2 separate regions of the Callithrix jacchus genome follow, and region 2 is linked to region 1. A link is a contact called in public Hi-C data. All regions are on one chromosome and are shown on one strand. The core of a region is the stretch at or near the end of the contact, and the rest is flanking DNA. Distances in the headings are between cores, read along the strand shown. Region 1 has its middle 23 kb from the start of SOCS2. Region 2 overlaps CRADD (CARD and death domain containing adaptor protein).

The links. A called contact is a pair of places that touch in the nucleus more often than the background predicts.
Region 2: a Hi-C map of skeletal muscle shows a contact between it and region 1, with 5 times the contacts expected there. The contact joins two enhancer-like sites. A contact is called at or near these places in 2 of 3 Hi-C or Micro-C datasets (both in skeletal muscle).

The regions. Positions count from the first base shown.
Region 1 is chr9:96,654,913-96,657,986 of calJac240_pri, forward strand. No RefSeq gene overlaps it. Among named protein-coding and RNA genes, the nearest start is that of SOCS2, 23 kb to the left of the region's middle. Within about 2 kb of position 1,334, at least 1 of the 16 cell types and tissues checked has an H3K27ac peak or open chromatin away from gene starts, as enhancers often do. A contact at or near this core is called in skeletal muscle, where this site is marked.
Region 2 is chr9:96,810,028-96,813,110 of calJac240_pri, forward strand. The region is part of intron 2 of CRADD (CARD and death domain containing adaptor protein); the gene reads left to right. Among named protein-coding and RNA genes, the nearest start is that of CRADD, 70 kb to the left of the region's middle. Within about 2 kb of position 1,299, at least 15 of the 16 cell types and tissues checked have an H3K27ac peak or open chromatin away from gene starts, as enhancers often do. A contact at or near this core is called in skeletal muscle, where this site is marked.

The DNA.
Region 1 (3,074 bases), core at 84-2,583:
GTCAAGGCGTTTCACTTTGGAAGCGCACCAGATGAGTGTGGTATTGAGAGCAGATGGCTGGGTGCAACGTTTCTGCAGCACATCTCATGGGTTATTTTAACCTTTCACGTAGCCTTCAGGGTCTCACTATACCGTATAGGAAAATGTGGCCAGGGATGTGGCTTCCATAGATGATCCCAGATGAGAGCATCGCTTTTGTTTTTGTTAATGCAGGATAAATACGACCTGTCCTTAGGAGCTAGTTTTTCAATTATTCTAAAAGTGATAACATGCTCATGGTTCAATTCAGTTCAGTTCAGAAGTGTGCAAAATGAAAAAATTGCCCAACTCCCGTCCCACTCCCCAGAGGTAACTATTATTAAAAGTTTCCTTTTTATTGTTCCAGATTTTTTTTAAATGCAGTTGAAGCCTCTATTTAAATCATTTTTTAAAGCACACACGGATATTACTGTACTATACTTTCTGCTCTGCATTTTGCTTTTTAAATGTATGATTTGGAGTCTATATCTACCTATATCTATCTATATCTATTTATATTTTCATGGCAACATAAGGCTTTACCTCATTCTTTTCAACAGCTGCACAATATTCCATGATATGAGTGTACCGTTCCTGAGTGAACCAATCCCATGCCAGTGGATATTCAGGTTGCTCTGTTTCCTGCTATTACAAACAATGATTTGGCACAAATCTGTGTGCTAATGTTGCTGTTTGCTTATGGAAACATATATGTTGAGTACATTCTTAGCGGTGAAACTTTGGGGTCCAAGGGTACGTGGCATTAAACATTTTAATAGATATTTATTTCCAAATCACGTTCCCAAAAGGTTGTACCCATTCATATTTCCTACTGAAATAAATTCTTTCAAGTTGTACACATAGCTGAGAGTTTTACTTAAAATACTGTTCATTTTTAAACCTATTTACCATTGAGATCAAATAAACCTGTTTATTTGCTAATTAAATGACTTCAAAGTTAAATTTCTATTCTAGAAAAGACGTCTCAGAAACCTAGTGGAGAGGCCTCAACAACTTCGTCCCAGCTTTGATCAGAGGCATTCACAGCTATGGGACAGGCTCCATGCCTTGACCGTGACTCCAAAGACAGCTGACTTTAAAAACCCTGGGGTGAGGGGGGGGACTGAGAAAGCATTTTTTAATTTTTCTTTTTTTGGTATGTGTAATAATATCACCGTCAATTAGTTCTGTTCAAAAGACATTGATTGAGCACAACTATGGTAAAAGTTTCTCCAGTTTCCTGTCATCCCCACCCTCTGTCCCCTTATCCTGGTTTTCTGTCTTCTCTCTCCCGTTTCGTGTTTGTTTCTTTTCATCCCAGTTATCCTCTGCACCCACTCCTAATACCAGATGGATGGCCAATTCTAGGAACAATAAAACGGATTTCCTACAACTGGAAGGTGGTTCTGGAGAAGGAATTAGCTTTGCCTAAGGTTGTTATCACACTGACCGGATTCTTTATCTAGATCCTGCCTTCAATGGGATACTTGATCTGCTTATGACTCCGAAATGCTTAAAGCACTCCACCTACACAGAAACACTTCATCTTGTTCTTTTAAATTTAAATTTGTATAGTTAAGACCTATTACAGATGAAACCAGATACCAAGATATGTTTCAAAAATCTTGTGGTTCACATTGCTATTAGATTGCTTTATAAATAATCATAGTAGCATCTCAATTACCTTTTAGATTATAGCCAACTTTGTGGGAATTATACAGGACTTTGACAAGTATTTTATTACCCATATTACCTGCTTATCTGGAAAATAACCCTTCTAAGACCAAGCCCACTCACCCTGAAAACTCATCTTAAGCAAACACAGGTCATCAGAATAGGATCTGGGTGTCAGCAAAAAGGAAAACAAACAAACAAAAAAATCAAACTAAACCATGCTAAAATAAAATAAAATAAATTTCCCATTTAAGGTCTGAATCTCTTTGGCTTTGTAAGCTACTCTGTTACCATACAGAGACTTCTGCCTTAAAATAAAGAAAATAGAAAGCCTGTTTAATCAAAACTCTTAATTTTAAATCAGTGTTTCCAGCAACACATCACAAGCCAGCAGGAAGAGAGAGGAGGTGAAGTGTGCAGTTCTATGATGTCCCCAAATAGAATGTTCGCAACTGACAGGAAGCACTGGGGGATTATAATTATTTGCTTTAGAAATTCAAAAATAAATTGTTTTTTGAAATAAGAAGGGAAAAACAAATTGGTTTCTCAGTTCAGGTTGTTTTTAACATTTCACACACATTTATTTTTATAATTCCAATTCAGAAGACAATGAATTCAAGTTAATAATGTATTTAAATTTAAGGATAATGTAGAGAATGTCAGAATAGGAAACTGCCATAGAACAGTTGAGCTGAACTCTGCGTCTCCTTTTCTTATTTTGACTCAAGTTGACCTTCAATATCATAGTACTTTCATTTTTACAGCTCTTTATATATTCTGTAAAAAAGCTTTTAAAAAGTGAAATGAAGATGTTTCTTAACTATTAAAATATCTATTGCCTAACTCTTTTAATTTTTTAAGTCCATTAAGACTTTAGAAGATATTCTTTCTGAAATCTGTCATGTAATTAACGATTTGTTAGTGGCATTCATAGGATTTTTCTATTTTTATTTTCCAGATCAAGAAATCTGGCTCCTTTTATTCTCAATTCAGTTATTTAGATATAATTCTTTTTTTTTTTCCTGGATAACTAGTACAGAATTTACTTATTGTAGAGAACTCTCTTCTGACAGCTGGTAATATAAACATGTTTACCCACATTACTAGAAAGAATATTATATAAGGGAGTTGGTCGGGGAATATCAGCTCTCGAACACTGGGAGTTCAGGGAAAGAAATGAACTTGTAAGTCATTGATCTTTGTGTTTTAAAAAAGAATTAACCAAGAATGTTATGATTGTGTAATCAGTACATGAATTAGGTTTTACTACATTTTGTTAATATGTCGAATTGAATAATCCAATCCAAAACATAGGGTACCAATTCCTCTTGTCAGCAATCCTTTGAAAGTAGGGATTTATTGAGAGTTCTTTTATTACCTTG
Region 2 (3,083 bases), core at 49-2,548, 160 kb after region 1:
TCTCTGGTAAGTTTTTAAAAAGCCAGCATTGATTAGTATTACGTGGCTAGTTATATTTATTCTTATTACAGCAGTCTAGTTATTGTTTGTATAACTATAGTTTTTTTCTAATAAAAATAAAATGTCTATTTGCAGTATAAAAAGAAGTATGTATATTTGATAATTTTGTTGCAGAAAATACTTAATACCTGTTAAAAGCTGTTTGACTTTCGGTTTTAAAACAGCTGTGTAGTTTGGTGAGTCCTGCAGATTCCGGCTTTCTCTGTGGCCTTCGAGCCAAGTAATTTTTTGCAACATTTTCCTTTGCTTTTTTATAAACACGTAAAAATTGTACTTGCTTTTCCTGAAGGCCAGCCATTAAGTTAGAAAGCACCAAAGGTGTTATGAAATTGCCCTTTAATTTTTCATACGGGGCGGGAGGGGAAATGATAGATTTTGTGTATCTCTTGTGAGTTGTTAGAACAGAAACATTTAGGGCTGCTAACTCCCGGAGCTGTATACTTACCTTATTACAGATATAATGATTTTGTCTGACTGCATTACTTTAAGTTGAGTTTTGTTGCTTTCATGCTTTGGCAAGGATCTTGTTGTAATATACTTCTCCCCCATATCATGCTCCTAAATTTGGGATAAGCATAGAATCATTTTAGGACTGTAGGTTTACTAGAAAGCATGGTATATATTAATCAGTGACTAAGGATTACAGAATCCCTTCATAAATATGGTCATCATGAAAAAAAGTTAAAATGTCAAAGAAGGTGCTACTCCAGTAAAAACTTTTTCCTCTGCAAAATCCTGATACCTCATAGGAAGCTTTGGATCTTGTTCTCAACTACCAAAATGCTTTAAATATGAAAGTTAACATGATATGAAAGTGGAATTCCCTCTGTGCTGAAAACCCACTGTTCAAGGTGTGTGGTTATTAAACTGGGTTTGAATTTACAAATTATATGGTCTGATTAATTTGTAGATAGGGACGGTGGAGGTTAGTTCATGGGCTTTAGAACAAAGAGACCGATAAAATATTACTCATAAGCCTTTCTGCTTGTTTGTGACGCTCTGGAAATGCCATTAGATGGTTCTCATAGATATTGTCAAAATAAGTAGGCTTAGAAATAAAAGACATTTTCTCCCCTGTAAAGGAGGCGGCCGGCCCGTGCTCTTTCTAGGCTCTTCCCAGAGACAGGAACCTCTGCTTCGGAACCCTTAGTGCTTATTCTGTGCTCGTGTCTCCACTGCACGCCATTATCTTTGTTATCTGATTTGCTAGCCATTGTTATGGAAAGTTCTCGATTGTAATGCAGAAAGCTCAGCCAAGACTCTTTGCTAATATCAGCAACCCAAAGGCGCTCTTCCACAAACCACCTCGAAAAGAAAAATCCTTTAAAAGATGGCAATCTCTCCTTTGATGTTAGCCCAAAGCCCAAAAAAAAAGTTCCCGAGCAGCATGTGGCCAAGCAGGGTAATCCAATCTATTTTAATGCAAAGATTTTCCAAGAAGGCAGGAAGCCGTCAAGGGGAAGGCTTTCAGGCATCTGCTGTTTCGTTTCCAGATCCCTTGTGTTAATTTAATGTTTCTAGGGAACCCGGCTCTTTCTTATTTCTCGGAATCCCTGCTCTAGGAACTGGTGAGCGCGGGGGCGCTGTGCGAGCCACAGATAAGCCAGCGCTTGGCCAGGCACCCGCGGGCTGCGCAGCGGGGCAGGGAGGCGCACGGCCCCAGCCGCCCTAGAGCGCCGGTTCCTCTGCGGCCCCGGGTTGCCTGGCCCAGCGCGGGGAGGCGGCGCCGACTGCCGGGGGGTGCCTGCAAGACCTGTTTATTTGCCTTTGTCCAATTTGGCCGGAATGAAAGGTAAATATGGAGCGATCAGCTTGTCGTCACTCAAGCAAACCAGAGAAACTCAGCTCAATCTCCAGAAAACAAACCCAACCCAAACCTGAGTGAAACGTAAATCTTGCATAAACAAACACTTGCATTTGCTTCTGGGAAGCAACACCGGAGAAATGAGCATTCCTTCCGAGTGCCGGTTGCCACTGTCAGTAAAAATGAGCGATCACAGGTTGCTGGCAATTTCTTGTGTCCTGAGCCGGTACGCAGATCTTGTTTTGAAGGGGTGAGCTGTCCGGATAGACTCACGTGTTCGTGCGGCTCCAGATCCTGAACAGGTTGTGCGCTGGGTCCTTCCTCATGGGGTGGGGTTAGTGGGGTGGGGGGGCAGGCCGCCCTCCTGTTCTCATCTTCCGCCCCACCCAGACCAGAAGGCTACAAGCTTCACTTTTGAAAAGAAATCCTGTGGAATTAAAAATAAATGTCTGCCCTTTAAAATAGTTTCGTTTTAGTATTTTGCATATTTCTGTTTAGAAACTTGTAATACTAATAATTCATATTGCTCTGACAGTTATCCTGCATGCCTAATATTAAATTTAATGAGTTCATGTGGCCTGTAGAATAATAGTAGCTTAACTAGTACTCCCGTAATGCCAGTATTCCCTGTGTTACTAAGTTAATGGAATCAGAATTTTGGAGTTTATAGAGTGTAGAGGTTTTTAAGGCCAATTGTTCTATGGGATTCTAGGAACATTTTTATAACACTTCTGCTTTTTGAAGCAGCCCATACCATTTCTGGAGAGCTATAACTATTAGGACATTATTTCTTCTTTCTTTCTTTCTTTCTCTCTCTCTCTCTCTCTTTCTTTCTTTCTTTCTTTCTTTCTTTTTTGTTTGAGACAGGGTCTTGCTCTGTCATCTAGACTGGAATGCAGTGGGGTCATCTCAGTTCACTGCAACTGCCACCTCCTGGGCTTAAGGGATTCTCCCACTTCAGCCTCCCCAGTAGCTGGGACTACAGGACCTCATCACCGCCTGGGTTAATTTTTGTATTTTTTAGTGGAGACTTGGTTTCTCCATGTTACCCAGGCTGGTCTCAATTAGAATGTTGTTTCCTGTAGTAAGCTGAATTCCGTGTGTAATTATTGTTACTCTCCCTTAAAGATAACAAAAACCTAAAATTATTCTTACTCATATATTTTAACAAGGGTGGTACATGCTTAAAAGCCATGATGAGTGTTCTGTTCTTATATTT